2 separate regions of the Mus musculus genome follow, and region 2 is linked to region 1. A link is a contact called in public HiChIP or PLAC-seq data. All regions are on one chromosome and are shown on one strand. The core of a region is the stretch at or near the end of the contact, and the rest is flanking DNA. Distances in the headings are between cores, read along the strand shown.

What was found. HiChIP or PLAC-seq counts read pairs in DNA pulled down with a chosen protein or histone mark.
Region 2: an H3K27ac HiChIP or PLAC-seq map of regulatory T cells shows a contact between it and region 1, with 4 times the contacts expected there. The contact joins two enhancer-like sites. A contact is called at or near these places in 2 of 115 datasets of contacts at active chromatin or transcription factors (acute myeloid leukemia and regulatory T cells) and 1 of 9 other capture datasets (adipose tissue).

What each region holds. Positions count from the first base shown.
Region 1 is chrX:159,673,651-159,678,096 of GRCm38.p6, forward strand. All of the region lies in intron 1 of Sh3kbp1 (SH3-domain kinase binding protein 1), which reads left to right. Among named protein-coding and RNA genes, the nearest start is that of Sh3kbp1, 49 kb to the left of the region's middle. Within about 2 kb of position 2,676, at least 75 of the 459 cell types and tissues checked have an H3K27ac peak or open chromatin away from gene starts, as enhancers often do. A contact at or near this core is called in regulatory T cells, where this site is marked.
Region 2 is chrX:159,856,501-159,860,821 of GRCm38.p6, forward strand. All of the region lies in intron 6 of Sh3kbp1 (SH3-domain kinase binding protein 1), which reads left to right. Among named protein-coding and RNA genes, the nearest start is that of Map3k15, 130 kb to the right of the region's middle. Within about 2 kb of position 1,826, at least 4 of the 459 cell types and tissues checked have an H3K27ac peak or open chromatin away from gene starts, as enhancers often do. A contact at or near this core is called in regulatory T cells, where this site is marked.

The DNA of each region.
Region 1 (4,446 bases), core at 1,426-3,925:
GTTAGTTTCAGCCCTGAAGTGTTTACTAATGCAGTGTTCCTATGCACCTGGGTGTGTGTGTGTTCTAGGGCCAGGCCCTGGGGAGCCTGTGGCTTTAGAATACAGGCTGTGAGTTACCAGAGGTCCAAGGCTTTATGAGTTCTTTCCTGTCTACACCCTGCCTTGAGTGATCTGAATTTTGATTGGATACTCCTCTGCTGTTGGGAACAATAGTCAAGGCAGAGGAGGGACTGATCACTGTAGCTCTTGACACTTCCAGACTGGTCAATCATACTTTGTAGATAACCTGGTTGTGTTAATTGTGGGCTCTTTTAGCCTTCCAGTCAAATAAAAGCTCACATTTGGGACTGTGTCTTTTTGTGCTGAATGAGAAGATAGAGTTTGAAATAAATGCCTTCTTGGGGCATTCCTGGAGTTGAGCTGATATACTTGATCACCAGCATTGACTGAGTACCTACTGTGGGCTAGATATCAGGCAAGGAAGAGATTATACTGAGATCTACATTGTAAGGGTTCCCAGTGGGTAGGCAATGAGGGAGGCAGATGCACAGAGAAATCTCTTACAGTAAAGCATGGTAATAGCCTGTGAGACTAGTGGCTGCCAGTTGATAGAGCAGCCTTTGTATAGAAGAAGTTTCAGTGTTCATCCATTATCCTTGGACCAGACCCTCTTCCAATATTAAAAACAAAAATGTGAACTCAGGCAAGGTGTTTTGCCTCATGCCATAAAATAGTAAATATGTAGGCTGGAATTCACCTTTAGGGCTATCAGGTGTTTTCTTATAGCTCCTATTATCTATACAAGGTGCTGGTGGCCTGGGAGGCCAGGGTTCCTTGAGCGACAGGAATATTTTCAGTCAGGAAGTGGTGGGCCTTTTTCTCTGTTCTGTGTTGATTCACAACTCCCCCTCCCCTGCTGATGTCCAATTAGTCCTTTGAGCTGTTCTTGGGTCCATGACAGACCTCACTGTGTTCTAGAAGAAGCCATCCTGGCCTGTGCTCGATTCCCTCATGCTCAGAGTCCATACCCAGTGGCTCTGTCGTTGGGATCTGAGTTCTGAGCCCGTCTTCCTCAGAGAAGCTGCTGATAATTTCCTACCAGAGTCAGGCCTTGGGAATCATGTCTTTATTGACTTTGTGCCCTTACTTGTGTATTCATGAAGATCACAAAAAAAAAAAAAAACCCAAAACAAAAGAAAAAAACAAAAAACAAATGACGATCAGCTTGTGTGTGCAGAGCCTCATAGTTCCTGTGCCCTTGAGGCGGGGAAATTCAGGTCCCTAAGCCCCTAACCCCAGACTCTGGTGAGAAAGCACTGACTAGTGGGAACTTGACCTTCTGTAGGGAAGAAGCTGGTACAGAGTTTGTGAGTTGTAAGTAACAGAAACCAAGTGTCTCTTAATCAAAGACGGTGAATGATTCATGGAAAGGCTCTGGGGTGGCTTATGTGGTGGAAGAAGTGTAGGAAAAGTGGCAAGCAGGCTGCTTTCTGGGAGCTCTGGTGGAGCGTGCACTCTAGCCATCTCCAGCTGCTGTCACATTGCTGGCAGTCACTTAGCTTCTGTGCCCATGCATGGGCTGGCAGAGTATTGGACATGTCAGCTGCATTCTCATCAGGTTGGATCTCATGGGGGGGGGGCTTCTCCAAATGGCTTGCTTCCCTGGATGGGGAGAGTGGGGGCTCCCTGGGGGTACCTACATAGTCAACTACTTGAGCAAATACTACAGTTACAAGTTCCTAAATGTGGGTCACATAGTGTTTCCACTTTTATATTTAAAAGATAAATTTAGCTATAACATTTCGCATATGGAAGTGTACACTGTGAGATTTTTTAAAAATCTTTTTATAAGTTTATAGCATTGTGCAATTCTTCCCACAGTTTAAGATTAAAATGCTTCCATCACCCCAAAAGTTCCCGCATACCCACCTAATCAGTCCACATCCCTGGCTCCAGGCAACCATTCATCTATTTTCTGTCTCTTTAGATTTGACCAGAGGTTTTTATTTGTTCCTGATTGCTATAACTTCTGGATATCGTAGAAACTCTGCTACATGGGGGAAGGCAAGGAAGAAGCTCTTCCAGTGGTGCCCAAGTCTGTATCTGTCATTTGGAAGAGAGGCAATGCCAAATCTTGGTCATGGAACATTCTAGACCTCAGTTCTTCACCTGCAAAATTAGAAAATGTATTTGACAAGATGATATCTGATGTTATTTCTATCATCAGTAATCAGCAATTATGCTTTTCTTTTTCATGAGATCTTTTCTGGTGAAAATTACTTCTTGGTTTTCTATATTATCATCAAACAGGATGGAAAGAAAACTTTAAAATTAAAAAATGTATCCATCAGAATGAGCACAATGAAAAAAGTGTAAACCCGCAAGTATGTGACATTTCTACTTCTGAAATGATTAAAGCTTAAGCTGTAAAGTCACACCTCCTGAGACCTTTGTGACAACATGTGTATGTGTATAGAACAAAGGAAGTTCACTGGAAATTCCCATCCTCCTCCATGCTTCCTGGTTCATTCACATATGTATTGAGTCACAGAGGATGCTAGGTCAGGGAGCCAGAATCCTGGGATAAATAAAGGACTTTTACCAGATGAGGCTTGCAGGCTGCTTGGGGTAAGCCAGCATGAAATGCAGCTCTAAGTGGAGCAAAGATAGAGGAAGTTCAGGGGCAAGGGAGGAGGGGTTGAGCCCCACAGTGGGGGGGGGGGGGCTGTATCATTGCCTCTGTTCCCCATCTATCTGCTTGACAGCTGGCTTAGCCAACCTAACAGTTAAAAAACAAAACAAAACAAAACAACCCAAAACAAAAACCCACCCATTTTGGGGGGGAAGACATTCAGCAAGTTTGAAGGCAGAGATAGGGAAGGCTGAAGTGTTAGCATTTCTAAGCAGATCTCTTATCTCCCGCGGCTCTAGCTTTTCTTGTTAACTGTAGCTTTTGGCTTTTTTCTGCAGACAATAGTTACAGCAAACTTGTGGAGGCTGGCTTTTTGGCACAGCAGGCAACTGGAGGGCGGTGTTTTTTTCTGATGGGGAGACATTTTTAAATTTTGTAATTTATAGTGTCTTTAAGTATGGGATTTTGTTTACTTTTGTCCTAATTACACCTCTGAGATCCTTTACCTCATCTAGTGCTTTAATTTGGGGCTCATGCAGAGAAAGTTTCCCAAAGGGTACCATTTAAAAAGAAGTTGTAGGTAATGTTTTACCTTCATTTGCTAGAGTTACCTGCAGCTTCCTGTAGATGAGGATATGCGCTTGGAAGCACAGACTTGGGGTCTGGCCGTGTTTGTGTGATATGAGGTCTTTCCTGCTTTTTTTGCTAAGCATTATTCTAGACTGTTGCTATTCGATAGAAATATAATGCAAGCCACACTCATAATTTAAACTTTCTAGCAGCCACATTAACAAAGCTAAACTAGTTCAAATTAATTTCAATATTTATTTACTCCGGTAGGTCCAAAGTGTCATGCTATAGAGCAGTCCATTTGACAAAAAAAAAAAATGTTCAGCTTCTTTGTATTCTTTGCTATTGGAGTCTTAGAGCAAGAACCCTAGCTCCAGCAGTCCCACAGCCTAGGCTCAGGTACTTGTCTCAGTACTCCAATTCAAGAGATGAGCAATGGTGCTGAGCAGAGAAAGATTAAACTGAGGTGGCCTATTGGGAAGGAAAACAAATAAAGGGATCAAGTAGTTCCTAGTTTCTCTTTGGGGTACTGACATGAACTTTAGGTTTTACTAAAAGAAGGATTGTGCTAGGGACAAGAGGCTGCATTATTAGCAACCCTGGTCACATGGTCTGAGTGACCACAGTCTCAGTTCTGGTTCCAGTGGTGACCCAAAGAAGGCCACACTGCTTGATAGAGAAGGCTGGCTTTCAGCAGGTAATAACTTCTGTTCCATGGTACAGCCTTGCCACCACACACAATAGTTGCCATTTGGGGTGGGGGTGTGTCCTGTCCAGGGAGTTTTGGCTATTGCCACAATCCAAGATGACAACAGAGTCACAACAATGACTCAAACCTTTAGGTGCCTTTTCTGGTATGTGGGACAGGACGTTGTAAAATGCAGACAGTCAGATATCTCAGTGACTCCTATCTTCGTGCAGTTAGCCTTGAGCATTGAAAGGAAATGACATAGGTTAGGTGCTGTGGGTTTCTAGATACTCCTGAGTGATTAGCAAGCCTACGTGCAGAGGCAAACAGGTGATGCAGAGTAAAGGAGACAAAATAAAGGCAGATGGCCAGATTTTCATCCTGCTTTTAGCTTATCTGTGCACCCAAGTGAGGAGTCATTACTTTGCAACAGAAGCAGTTTCTAAGTGTCTGTTGTAGGGACCAGTGAGATGACTCAGTGGGTGAAGGTGCTTGCTGTCAAGCCTAATAATCACTGATCCCTGGGACCCACAGAGTAGAAGGAGAGAACCAACTC
Region 2 (4,321 bases), core at 576-3,075, 180 kb after region 1:
CAGCAGAGCACAGAAAAATACAACTTCTCTGACCCTTTCCATCAGGTCCCCGAACCCTGGGTCTCATCTCTCTGACCAACTCCTCTGAGTGGGAACTTAACTGTTGTCGTTTTGCATATGGTTGGCACTCCAGATATGCATACACATAGACTCAAGACCATCACAACATCGGAAATGTTTCGGCCATAGTTGTACCAGTTTGCAGTCACTGTTTTTGTGCCTGTAGCTGCTGTGAGCTGTAGCCAGGCAAGCATGGTTTCAGGGCTTTAAGCAGAGGACAGTGTTGCTTCGCCACCGTCTCTTTACTTTAGCCTTTTGTTTCTTCATCATTTTTCATCGTTCTTAACACCCCAAATTGGATTATCACACCTCTCTTTACTTTTCCTAGTGACCAGATGTCTTAAGAATAAGCCACACACTACTATAACAGTGGCTCTAACTTACCTAGCTGGCTTGTGGGCCTAAAGCTACTCTCTCTCCTTCTTAGTGTGTGTGCTTCCGCCCACATCACATTGTGAACATCTGCTCATGACTCAAGTGAGTCTCCTGCCTCAGTCTTTTGAGTATACCCACTACACCCAACCCCTGCATCCAGTTTTGCCTTATTTCCTTGCTTTTTATTCAACTAAAACACCCTTTCTACTACATTCTTAGGCCACCTCCCACTCTTTCTGAATTTAGCACAAGCCTCACTGCTGCCATCTTTGAGGCTTATTTCCTCATGTAGATTGGCTAACAACTATTTTCCCCTCTATCTGTACATGCCTTTATTGTACCATCTATCTCTTTGCACTATGTGATGTGTATCTAATGAACCGGACCCTACTGCTAATCTCAAACTTATTGATGATCTAGGACTCTGATTTCTGATTTTTTCATGTTTGTATATGTAATAGCCAGAATAGAATTCACTACCAAGGCAAGTGTTCTCTTTAGTGTTCTAAAAGAAAACTGATTAAAACGTGGCTTTGCCCTCAAGTATGCTTTACATAGAAAAATATCATGAGTAAGTATGGGATTCATGCCTATAGAAGATGTTGGTTAAAGCTGATACATTACCTGCTGGGCTTTATTGGAATCTTACATGTAAGGTGTACTCAATTATACTAGGGAAGGAGGTGCCATCCCCAGGTTGGTGAGAGGGATAGCCTGGACTATGCTTTGATTATATAAAGAAACACATAAAGTAGAGTGGATTCTTGTGTGTGAATTAATTTAGCTGCTTCCTGGGAACATTGTGGTTTGGTCCGTGTTTGATGTTAAAGTATGACAAACCAGACATATTTGTTACATCTACCATACCATTCTTTCTCTCCCTTACCTATCCAATCTCTTCCTAAAATCTCTAAATGATGTAAAATGAAGGCATTGTTAATCATAAAAGAGAGGGAACCATTCTGGGATAATGAGAAGGAGTGTTTATAATTTTTCTTTTATCTGTTATAACAGCAAAAATAGTCTCCCAAAGTCTAATGACAGGTTGTATTTTGTAAAAGTGCCATGGCAATGGACATTCACTTTGACTTGCTCATATTCTTTGAATAAGATGATTCTTTAACAAGCTGGCATTCAGGGTCCTCTCCTGGGAACAGTGTGGGTAAAATACAAACAGTATTTTCATGTATTGTTAGATATTTGGAGAGCCAATGCCTATGATTTTAATATTCTCTGAATTATATGCTGCATCTCATTGAGCACTGAAGGCTGGGTAGAAGCCTCAGCTAACTGCAAGTGTTATTTGGATTTCACAAAGAGACAGTCATCACCCTTCCTCTTCCTGTTGTATCGCTCTTTTACATTTTAAAGGCATAGTTTTAGAGGTGTTCAATAAACAGACAAATGAGCCACATCACATCCTGGCAGGAAATAGAGTCAGTGATTAAATAACAGAGCCTGGCTCAAATTCTTTATACAAGCAACACTCTCATTCTCTCTCTCTCTCTCTCTCTCTCTCTCTCTCTCTCTCTCTCTCTCTCACACACACACACACACACACACACACACACACACACATTCATATATACATGTATATGTACTTATACATATATAGACACAAGTATTCCATACACACACACACACACACACACACACATATGTACATATGTAATAGAATGATAGATAGTAAAGCCTTTTTATGGACAGATTAAAAGAGGAAATGCTGGAAGCCCTGATGGAAGACCCCCAAGTTCAGTTAAGAGATCATGCTGTATTTAGAGAAAGTTTGCTATTAGTCTTGAGAGGTAGAAGATATGAACTGTTAGGAGGTATAGCATGGCGTAAAAATTAGAAGTGAATCTCCATATTTCTTCTTCGTGGATCTCTATGAGCAGTAATAAAATAGCAATACTTGTTCTGATTGCTTTTATGCGGGTACGTTAAGAGGTGTAAAGGGTGTTTGAAAATTGTCTTATGATAGATCAATGGATCTTTGTCTGAAAAATAATTGATATAATCCCTGAGCAAGTTGCAGGATCTAGATCCGAGTCAAAGAGGAAGGAAGGGATATGCACTCCAAACTCTATTGTTGGATTCACTGGGAGGTATAATGACAATTGCCATTGAAGGCCAGTTTCAAGTCATGATCCTAGGACACAGAGAAGATAGGGAGGAAAACTTAGGAAAAGGATGGTGTTCACCCAGTAGTTCTGTAGACTACTCATTCTTGTGGTGTCTTGCTGGCTGTCAAAAGAAGTTCTATGCTTGGAGAAGACTGAACACACTGAGAGAAACTTAAGGATAAAGTTTAATGATAACTATAGGACTTAAAACAGTCCTATATTCAGTGGTTTCCACATTTAGCAAGGTAGGGATTAGGTGTTTTGGTGGTTAGTTGGTAAGTAGTGCATTGTAGGAGAACACACTTCTGAAAATTATTTCAGGATGAAATATGTGTGTATTGTGCGTGTGCATATGTGTGTGCAAGTACAGACATTTGTGTGTGCATTAAAAGAAATGTGATGGAGCCTAGGAAAACATTGATTGATCAATGTCAGCAGAGTGCTGTTACCATTGACCAAGCTGTGGAGTACTGATGTATGTATGACAATGACTAAAACAGTGGGGTTCTTGGAAGGAGAGGAGTCCTCTGATTTGTCAAGAAGGACATTCCCTGTCTTTGTACTTGACATGATTGGTTGCATATGCTAGGGTTACTGAGGACTGCATGGTATCCCTAGCACCCTGCTTTCCCCAGCAACCACGTACTAACCTCAGATTTTGTGGAATAAGAAAATAATGAACATCTAGGTCCTACCAAATGTGTTAAAGTTAGCAAGCGCTTGGAAAGCAGCTGTGCTTCAGACAAGGCTTTAACTGTGCTCAGTCAAAGAGCTTCAGCAGAATTTGGATTCTCAAATTGCAAGACAACTCAGGCAAATGAAAATCATCTGAATATCTCTTAAGTCAACTTCATAATCAGAAAAAAGAGAGAATTATCTTTGAACTTTTACTTTATTTATTTATTTATTTATTTATTTATTTATTTATTTTTCTGCCTTTTGGAGACAGGGTTTTGCTATGCTTCCAAAGCTGGCCTTGAATTCAACAATCCTCTTGCCTCAGCTTTCCCATATGCTGGGATTTACAGGCATGTGCCATCATGACCAGAAGATTATTCTTAACCTTTTGTGTTTCTTATAGTCAACTTTAAAAATAGAGGCTTCAGAGAATGCTCCCCGAAATGTTGTAATTGACATACCAACACAAGAGGTATGTCAAAGGGAAACCTGACCCTGGCCTAGAACTACAAATGTTCTTGTTCACTGTACTGGACCATGCCTTTTATTTGTAAAACTCCAAGTTGTGTTTTACTGAGGCATATCTTTTGTTCTTGTCATACAGTTGAAGTGAGGTCCACCAAATGCAGGCAGATTGACAGTTAAACACGTAACTGAGAAGCCTTCCAGTGGGAGCCCACAAGGCACTCCATTGTAAAGACAGCTCTTTGTACTCATTCTTTTCTGGCTCTGATATGCTCATCTCCTACCCCTCCCTACTGAAAGCCAAGAAGACTTTCCATAATGCCATCAGTTATAGGTGTTCATGAAAGGATTGTGTGAAAAGAAAGAGGAGAGTTTTGGTGGAAAACAAAAAGTGAAAAGCTGCAGATACAGTTACATGTAGATATGGTGCTGTGCTGCCCCTCCATCCCTGTGCCCTGTACTTTGTATCTCTCCACATCCTAGAGATGAGTAGGATAAAGATAACCATAGTACCCTCTTGGGTATCCCTCAGTACACTACTGTGGAAAACCAGCCCCAAAACGTTGTTGTTTCAGTGCCCGACAGCTTGCTGCCTTTTGCTCTGTTTTCTTGCTTCATAT